Regions from separate parts of the Mus musculus genome. Here regions 1 and 3 are each linked to region 2. Evidence: chromatin contacts called from public Micro-C and promoter capture Hi-C data. All regions are on one chromosome and are shown on one strand. Each heading gives the region's core, a stretch centred on a gene start, on an enhancer-like site or on the middle of the called end of the contact. The rest is flanking DNA. Distances are from core to core; before and after follow the strand shown. Region 1 holds the start of Wnt9b (wingless-type MMTV integration site family, member 9B). Region 2 holds the start of Crhr1 (corticotropin releasing hormone receptor 1). Region 3 holds the start of Wnt3 (wingless-type MMTV integration site family, member 3).

What was found. Promoter capture Hi-C pulls out the DNA fragments that hold promoters and counts their contacts. Hi-C and Micro-C count contacts between places; a contact is called where the count stands out from the background.
Region 1: a contact with region 2 is called in a promoter capture Hi-C map of embryonic stem cells. The contact joins the promoter of Wnt9b here to the promoter of Crhr1 in region 2. A contact is called at or near these places in 4 of 39 promoter capture datasets (cranial neural crest, embryonic stem cells, neural stem cells and 1 more), 2 of 484 Hi-C or Micro-C datasets (both in embryonic stem cells), 4 of 115 datasets of contacts at active chromatin or transcription factors (embryonic stem cells and stem cell-derived neural progenitor cells) and 1 of 9 other capture datasets (embryonic stem cells).
Region 3: a contact with region 2 is called in a Micro-C map of embryonic stem cells, with 2.7 times the contacts expected there. The contact joins the promoter of Wnt3 here to the promoter of Crhr1 in region 2. A contact is called at or near these places in 3 of 39 promoter capture datasets (embryonic stem cells and liver), 8 of 484 Hi-C or Micro-C datasets (all in embryonic stem cells), 8 of 115 datasets of contacts at active chromatin or transcription factors (embryonic stem cells, pancreatic cancer cells and stem cell-derived neural progenitor cells) and 1 of 9 other capture datasets (embryonic stem cells).

What each region holds. Positions count from the first base shown.
Region 1 is chr11:103,748,486-103,751,185 of GRCm38.p6, reverse strand. Wnt9b (wingless-type MMTV integration site family, member 9B) reads left to right here and starts at 1,365. Exons shown (of 4, transcript NM_011719.4): 1 at 1,365-1,499. The coding sequence starts at 1,417.
Region 2 is chr11:104,131,508-104,134,207 of GRCm38.p6, reverse strand. Crhr1 (corticotropin releasing hormone receptor 1) reads right to left here and starts at 1,427. Exons shown (of 13, transcript NM_007762.5): 1 at 1,104-1,427. The coding sequence starts at 1,136.
Region 3 is chr11:103,772,842-103,775,541 of GRCm38.p6, reverse strand. Wnt3 (wingless-type MMTV integration site family, member 3) reads right to left here and starts at 1,367. Exons shown (of 5, transcript NM_009521.2): 1 at 1,194-1,367. The coding sequence starts at 1,273. It also overlaps a transcript of Wnt9b not described here.

The DNA of each region.
Region 1 (2,700 bases), core at 116-2,615, 380 kb after region 2:
TCCCCCAGCAGAGTAAACATCAGCCCACGGTGCTGGGCTCCTGCCTGCAGGCATAACAACCCACACCTCACTACCTCCTCTCTGACATCTCATCTACACAAAAATCTTGTCAGTTCTTTGTCATCCTCCCTGTTTCACGTCTGGAATTCGTAGTTCACGTGGTTGAATTCCAGGTCTCTGAAGCCTATGTTGGGCCTTGCAGCCTCAGTAAACAGGACCACCAGATTTGATAGGACCACAGAGCTGTGGTAGCAAAGGGTCATGTGGCTACTGAGTTGCTCCACAGTGAAACAGCTCAAAGAGGCTCACCACCATAGCCAAGTTTCCTCTGTTGCAACAGCTTGATGTCAGAACTGGCATAAATCTTCCTCGTTCCAGGCCGATATCCTCCACAAAGCCAAGGTCACTGTCACCCAATGTTCTAACTCCATGTCTAGTTTCTTTCTTTTCCTTCCTTCCTTCCTGCCTCTCTTTGACATTTTGCACCAAGATTTGACATTCATTAAAGCCAGATTGTGGCTTTTTGCTTGATTTGGCTCAGTGTTCAAGATGCCCAAAGGCGTTTGAAAGCTCATTTGGTTGTATGTCTCCTTCCTAGACTGATGTCACCCCTGCTTCGTTGTAAGAATTGGAGTCAAACTTTTTTTTTTCTTAAAGCAACAGGCAGCATTGAGGCCCAACACTAAGGAGATTCACGTTTTATATGATGGAGATCTGGCTTCTATGCATCTAGGGAGTCCGCTTCCTCCTGCTTCTGTGGCTCTGCCTCACTCCTCAGACAGTGTAAATTTTTGACCAGTAATAGTGTTGTCGTCATACGAGAGCCCTTTACACCTCCGCCGATGGCTGTCAGTTTCGTGTTTAAGAGCAGGTACCCTCTGTATGAGGTTCTATGTCTAAGAGTCCTCCTAGCCAATGGACATGAATGTCTCCCGCTGTTGGGGAAGGACTCTGCGCAGGACCTCTCTCTCAGCCTTCGGAATCCCTGAGCAAAGAAAGCTGAACTCGCTCTACAGAATAGTGACGACCACGAACTTTTGCTATACAGAGATCGCGCACCCGAGCATCTCTCCCGGGAGAGGCGGCATCTCTGAGGCAGCACCTCCTAGGTCCCCAGAACCCCAATCCTCTCCAGGGCCAGGGTCCCACACGGTCCGCCTTCTTTGCTGGAGTGGGCGCGGCTCCAGGTGAGCACTCACCTGAGAAGGGGAGGGGCCTGCTGCTGACCCCTCCCACAACAGGGCGGGCAGAGTTCGGCGGAGCCTATGGGGCGAGGGGCTCGCCGGCTGCGAGGCTCCCTCCCCGGGCCGCTCGCGCTCCGCCCTACCGGGTTTAAAGCCCCGCGGGCGGCTGGTGGCGGCGCTACGAGCGCCTAGTGGCGCGAGGAGATGCGAGAGTGCACCGGCCGCCTGCACCATGCGCCCCGCGCCCGCGCTGGCCCTGGCTGCGCTCTGCCTGCTGGTGCTGCCTGCCGCTGCCGCCGCCGCCGCCTACTTCGGGTCAGTGCCGGTCGCGTCCCCTCGCTCCGTATGCCCTGCCCCCGGCTCGGGTCCCTGCGAGGCCTCGAACTCAGCCCTTTGCTCAGGTGGACCCCGATCGCTTTGAGGGCGCATTTCCCTCCCAAATCTCCATCCCTCGCTCTCTGTGCTCAGACTTAATCTCCCTTTCTCGAGTCTACCAAGTCTAGGTCCCTTGCGCTTCCCGGTTCCTCTGCCGGGCGGCTGTCAGACTGCAGACTGGAGCTCGGCTTGCGCAGGGGATCCTGACCTGACACCCCTGATACGCCCTTGTCCGCGCAGGTCCAAGCGTCGGTCCTGGGCTCTCATGTCCTCTTCAGATCTTTCTCGGTACCCTCTATGTCCCCATCCTGGACTCCGTCCAGCTACACTTTTTGCTTGCGATTTCAGTATCCTTTGCTTTCTCCCTGCAGAGCTGGGACCCGGACACCTGGCTGGGTAGAGGGATAGGTGGGTAGGGGTGGGGAGGAAGCTGAGAGTTTTGTTGATCCAAGGTTGTGGGAGATCCTGGGACCGCGGGGCACATTAGTTAGATGCTTAAAGAACTGTACGGTGAGGAAGTGCGACCAAATTAAACCCCAGAGGATAGGGTTTATGGGAAAGAGAGGGAGAGAGGCCCATCTGGGGGTGTCCATGGTTAGAAAAATAACAATAGCTTCTGGTGTGATACCTGGAGAGTGAGTCTCAAGGGAAATAATTGAGGGAAGCAAAATGGCATTTGTCTGCAAATGTCTTCACTGACTCTGGATTGAAGATACTTGGTGAGGGTTGGGCGTGGCGGTGATGGTAGGGATCATGGATTTTAAAAATCACCTCAACCCAAAGCAGGCTCCAAATGCTTAACTTTAAACATTGCCTTTTTCTTCCAGTTACATCCCTAGTCAGGCAAGGCTCACAATCCAAGCACAGCAGAGGCTGATCTCAGGAAACCACCATAGGGTGTGAGGGTCCAGGGGCAACCTCACCGGCTTGAATAAGGGATGTAGGCTAATTTCCAGGTCATGACCTCTGGCTAAAATGTACCTGAGTTATAAGCAGCAACCTCCCCAGAAGTATATGGGGAGGGATGGTCAGTCTCAGTCCTAGTGGAGGTCCCTGCTGATGATCTGGGAGGACCATTCAGTTCCTGGGGACTCAGTATCTCCGTTTGACCCGCGCCCAGAACAGCAGACATGTTCATTGC
Region 2 (2,700 bases), core at 178-2,677:
TTAGATTTGAAGACAACCTTTGAGTATGTGGAGAGGGGGGACATTTTAAACGCGTGGTGGTTTAACTCAAATGCTTTTCGAACAAGTAAAAGCAGTCGGCTTAATAACTGACGGAAAAATCAAAGCCAGTCAATTCGCACTGCTCCTCCCAACCACTTAGATCTTTTGAACGCAATCGCCTTTCCTGGCCACAGTTAACCCGGTGCTTCGGCTTGTGGTTCAGGAGGTCCATGTCAGCCCTGAGCGGTCCGGAGACCCAGGCATGGCAATTGGGGCTGCCGGGCGGCAGCGCCAGGCCCACTCACCTTCTCCAGCACCAGGGCTGAGGTGCTGGTACCCAGTGAGCGCGCGCGCTCCGGGACGCGCCGGCGAAGTGGCGCCTGTCCTTAGGCTGCGGGCCTGGCTGCGAAGCACCTAGCTCTTCCCGGGCTCTGTCCACCCCCGCGCAGCCCCAGATCGCCCCCAACTTTAGCCAGTAGGCACTGTAAACGCCTTCTGAAGACTTTCTGAAACTCCGCTTCTCCAGCCCGGTGGCAGGAGCGAGCCCAGTGAGAGAATGCGTTGCGCTCCGGGGGGCTGTGGCACCCCGGAGGATCGGCCGGACACTGGGGTGCGCGCACCATCGCCTCTCAGAGATGCTAAGTCGATGAAGGGCCGCGACTCGCGGGCCGCATCTATCTCCGGAATCTGAAGCTTTCTACGGAGGAAAACCGGCAGGAAAGAGCGCCTGAGACCGGGACAGGGCCGGCTCGGAGGGTGTCCAGCAGGGACAGGATCCCATCCAGAGCCTTAAGGGGGATGGCGCTTCGGCCCCAAAGATTGCAGCGATTCTTCGCGCAAAGCCGGTTCTTCGAGTGGGCGGACCCCCTCCTCCTCTGGCGCCGCAGCGGTTTCACCATCACCCATTCTTTTTCCACCAGAGTTGTCCCTCTGTCTCCGAAGCCCGGCTTTAGAGGTCCAGGTAGAGGACGTCAGGTTGAACCCCAACCTCCCGGGTGGCGCCGGGTTCCCCGATCCTCTCCTCCGGCACCCCTGCCCACGCCTGTCCCGCGCTCGTTCGGCCCGGAGCGCCTCTGATTACCCGGAGGTCGGTCCTCTCTTACCTTCACGAGCCGGAGCTGCGGGCGCTGTCCCATCCTCGGGCTCGCTCTGTCAGCGTCCTGGATGCCAGGATCGCTCCGACATCCCAGAGCGAAGAGCGGGCGGCTGCGGTCTCCGTTGGGCGGCCAGTCTCCCGGGTCGCTGAGCTGCTCCCAGGCGCCCGGCTTCGCACCCTCCCGCCCCGCCCCACCGGCAGGCTCTGGCTCGCCCTGCGCGAGCAAGTCTGGTCGCCTTCTCCCCACTCAGCTGGGCCCACAGCTACCTCTCTCCTGCCTGGATCCCGCCTAGCCCGGTCGCCTCCCCCACGGTCCGCCTGCCTCTCGCCTCTGCTCCCCGCCCCCTCGCCTCGTGTCCCCTCCTCTTTCTCCCTCCGCTCCCCTCCTGTCCCTCCTCCGCTCCTCGCCCCTCCGCTGGCTGCAGGCTCCGGTCTCCTCGGTCCACTGCCCAACCCCGGCCCGGATCCCCGCACCCTGGCCGTGCTGAACCCCCTCTCCCCGCACCCCGGCTTGCGGCAGTGCGCGGGGCGCACAGGCGGCGGCGGCTGCCACCGCAGCTAGGGAAAAACCGGGGATCCGGGAGGCGGCTGCTGGAGAGCAGGCAGCCTTTCTTCTCTAGCCTCCTGTGAGGCTGGATGTCCGGACCAAAAGAGTCCGGGGGATCCCGGGGTACTTGTGGGGCTCGGGGGGCGGGATTTAGAAGGCTAGTAGGCGCTGGGGAATAGGGCGATTTCCACAAAACTCAGCCTGCGTGGAAAAAGAAGCTGAGAACTACATTTGGGTGGTTCCCGCCCTGCAGCCATCCAGGAGGTTCACCTCCGCCCCCAATTTAGTGGGGAGGGGAGGCCGGGCCCGAATCCCCCTCCCGATCCGCGCGCCTTTGGCCTAAACACACCTAGGATGTGCTGGGACACTGATGCTCTGCGGCGGGAACCCTTCCTTTTTGAATCCTTCGTTCGTTCGTTCACTCATTCATTCATTCGTTTTTGGAACTGAACGTCTGTCTTTTTGGTCCAGGCCCCAAGATAAGTGGTGACAGCGGACTGGGCACCTAGTCTGTAAGGAGGGGAAAGCAGGGCGCGCATTGCGCCGCAACGCTGTGGACGCAGCTGGGAATCCAGCCCGAAGGGCGTGGAGGGGGCCACAGCGCCCCCTCTTGGCCAAGCTCTCGGGGCTGGAGCGGGCTGTCCCGCCAGACCTCCGGGTCTTCGTCTAGGTTGGCTTTCTAATTCCACTTCCAGCCTTAAAACCAGCTCTCGCCACCTTCAGGCCAGTTAGGTGGATTGTTCTTTTGATTTCCTTCCCCCATCCCCCTTTCCTTCCCCAGCGAGAGATAGAGAAGGAGAAAAGGAGTGTCGGGGTAGAAACATCTTCACCTCTCAGGTCCGGGTCTCCATCTTGAGTACACAGAAGCACAAAGAGAGAGGCAAGGTCCTAGTGGGGGAACCAGCTTATTTTAAAATGTAGCGGAGCTTGGCGACTCTGGACACTACTTTGTGCAACTCCCCTTCCTTACATTGTGTTCTCAGCACACTGGACAAGATCCACAGCTTAGAGGCCCAGGCAATAGTCATTTTGGAGCTGGAGTTGCTGTAGGTCATGT
Region 3 (2,700 bases), core at 118-2,617, 360 kb after region 2:
TAACTTTCACCCCAGGGGCCAGTCTCCTTCTTACTCAGAGGTCCCAAATTCCTCCTCCTCCTCACCTCCCACCCCCCCCAGGGCTCTAGCCACTGCCCAGGAGGGGAGGGTTCTTTTATTAAAGTTTTCCGGAATGCAGGGGGCTGGAGACTGAGAGGGCTGGGGTGTAATTTAGAAAACTGGTTTTAGTGTCTTCCACCGGAGGACCTACAGAGGAGGAGCAGCAATGAGGCTTGGAAAACAGGGGAGTCTCTGGAGCTGGGGCTTCCAAAAGGCGGTTTATCTTCCAGTGAATCCCTTCACACACCCATCAGCTCCAAGTACTCCGCCTGCTCGCCCAGCCTTATTTACTAAAATGCCTTTTGTATCCGTATTTCTCAGGGACAGCATTCCCCCTTCCCTCGCCCTTTCTCCTAGCTTCCCCGTCTTCCAAAAGCAACGAATTTGACATGGAGAACTAGGTTTTCGCTCAAAAAAACCCAGCAAGCCTACCCCTCCCAAACAAGTACATTTTCAAAGAGCCCCCACCTCGCTTTTCTCCGGGATGGACAAGCAAGGAACGAATACACCCGGATCAGCAATGGCATCTAGGATCAGCAAATTCTATAGTCACTTCAGAGGCTCAAAATTAATCTAGAACGGAGTGGGGAGAATCTACTGAAATACCCCCTAAGTCCCCTGCTTGGGATTCCCAAAGCCCTTAAGGTCTCAAATATGAAGGCAAACGCGAGTATTGTGGGGGAAATCTCTTGACCGAGACACCGAAGAGGTGCGGTGGCGAAAAAGGACAGGATAATTTTACCCACGGAGACCCTAAAATGGAGAAGAGGAGTGGCCGGGCCGCGGGGACAGCACAGAAATGCAAGTGTGAGCAAACGAAGGTTCTTCGGGACCCCCAAATTGGGGTGGGAGAGGGTGAAGACTAAGAACGAGAGACCTTCAGGGGTAGGGAGAGCCCTCCCGCCTCTGCGGCGGGTAGCAGGGAAAATGGTGATTATCTGAGAAGCCAGGAGTTGGATTCGGAAGGCGACACCAGCAGAAGATCCAAGAGGGGTGGACGGCTGGGGGGCTAGCGGGAAGCAAGGAGAAAAGAGCCCCAGGCCTGCTGCAGCCCAGACCCGGCCAGCGCCTCCCACCGTCCCCGGGTGCGGCCGAGAGATCGGGGCCGCAGGCAGACAAGAGGCAAGTCTTACCACCAAATTGGGTAGCCAGCGAGGACCCTGGTGCCACTGAGCAGGAGGCCGAGTAGCAGCCCGAGCAGGTGGGGCTCCATTAGAAGCAGCGCCGAGGAGGAAGTTTGCCGGCGATCATGAAGAGGGGGAGCGACGCCCCCAATAGTTGGAACAAAGTCCACTTGAGGTTGGAAATGACTTTCGGGCTTGTCAGAGGCGCACCTCCACCCGCAGCCGCCCCCCTCCGGAGCCCAGCGCCGAGCAGCCGGGTTTGAGGATGTCAGCGAGCAGCCAATCAGCGCCCGCGGCCTAAGGTAAGAGATGAGTCTGTAGTTCAGCCTGTCAATCACGGGCCCCTCCCGCCCGGCCCACAACTCCGGCTCTGGGAAGGGCATCTCCCGGCAAACTTGGGCAAAGCCTGCGCCCCGGGCGCACGGAGGCCTCGGGAGGACCCGGCACGCTGGATTCTCTGCTGGCCTGGGACACCCCCTTCCCAGTCCACGCGAGCCAGGTTTAGGGAGCTGGAGCTTTGACCCGGCGTTCACGTGGTGAAGGGGTCGGCTTGGGCATTGATGGGTGGCTCCCTTTTCTGTGATCCCTTGGCACTTGGGCCCGTAAGGAATCGAGACTAGAAAGCAAAGGGGTTGTTTCCAGATCGCGCGACTGGGATCAGGGGCTAGGAAAATGCAACCCCTCCCAGTCTCCAGCCTTTTCGGGCTCGCGAGCTGGCGGCCCCTGCCACCCGGCCGCAGGTCGCTTCCAGGGTGTCCGAGGGGCGCGCGGGAGAGTCCGCTGAGGCTCTGAAGGTCTGCCAGCCGGCGGCGCCGGGGGACAGAGCTAGTGTCATTTGAGTCTTTTGTCAAGAGTCAGATTGGTATCGCGACCTCCTGCAGCCTTTGCATTTCCTGCAACTGACACCAGCCGCCGTTTGCATTTCCTGCGGGAGGATTCGGTCACTTTCTCCTCCTGCAGGCGTGCTGGCCGGACCTCAGCAGTACCTGCAGTTTCTTGGATCTTAGGATGGAAGCATTTGGGACTAGTGAAACACGGTATAGCTCTGTCTATTAGTGGTTGGGGGCGAGGGCTCTTCAGGAACATCTACCTCCCCTATGTCCAGGTCTCTGACCTATATTCCCGACCCTTCTACGGATGAGAAACTAAAACCTGGCGATTGGTGTTTAAGCGTTGTCCCGTGCAGACACCAGATTCACCCTACGACCTACTGAAGCTCTTATACAAGGGGAACTGTTCAGGCCTCCAAGGGGCACTCTTCTTACCAGTTCTCCACAGTTTGGGAGTTAAGTCTGAGCCCAATCATACCTAGATTGTTAGGATTCAGTCCCCTTACCTAGGTACCTCAGCCTCTCTACCCGGACACAGAAGACATTCAGCCCTTGAAATGCTCCTGGCTTGGGACCTAGAAAGCAAGCCAAAGGAGAAGCCATGGTGGGACTTAACTGTGTAGACGGTGAAGAGAGGGAGCCCACCCAAACCTGCCTAGCCAGGAATGGCGGGCTTTCTTGCTGTT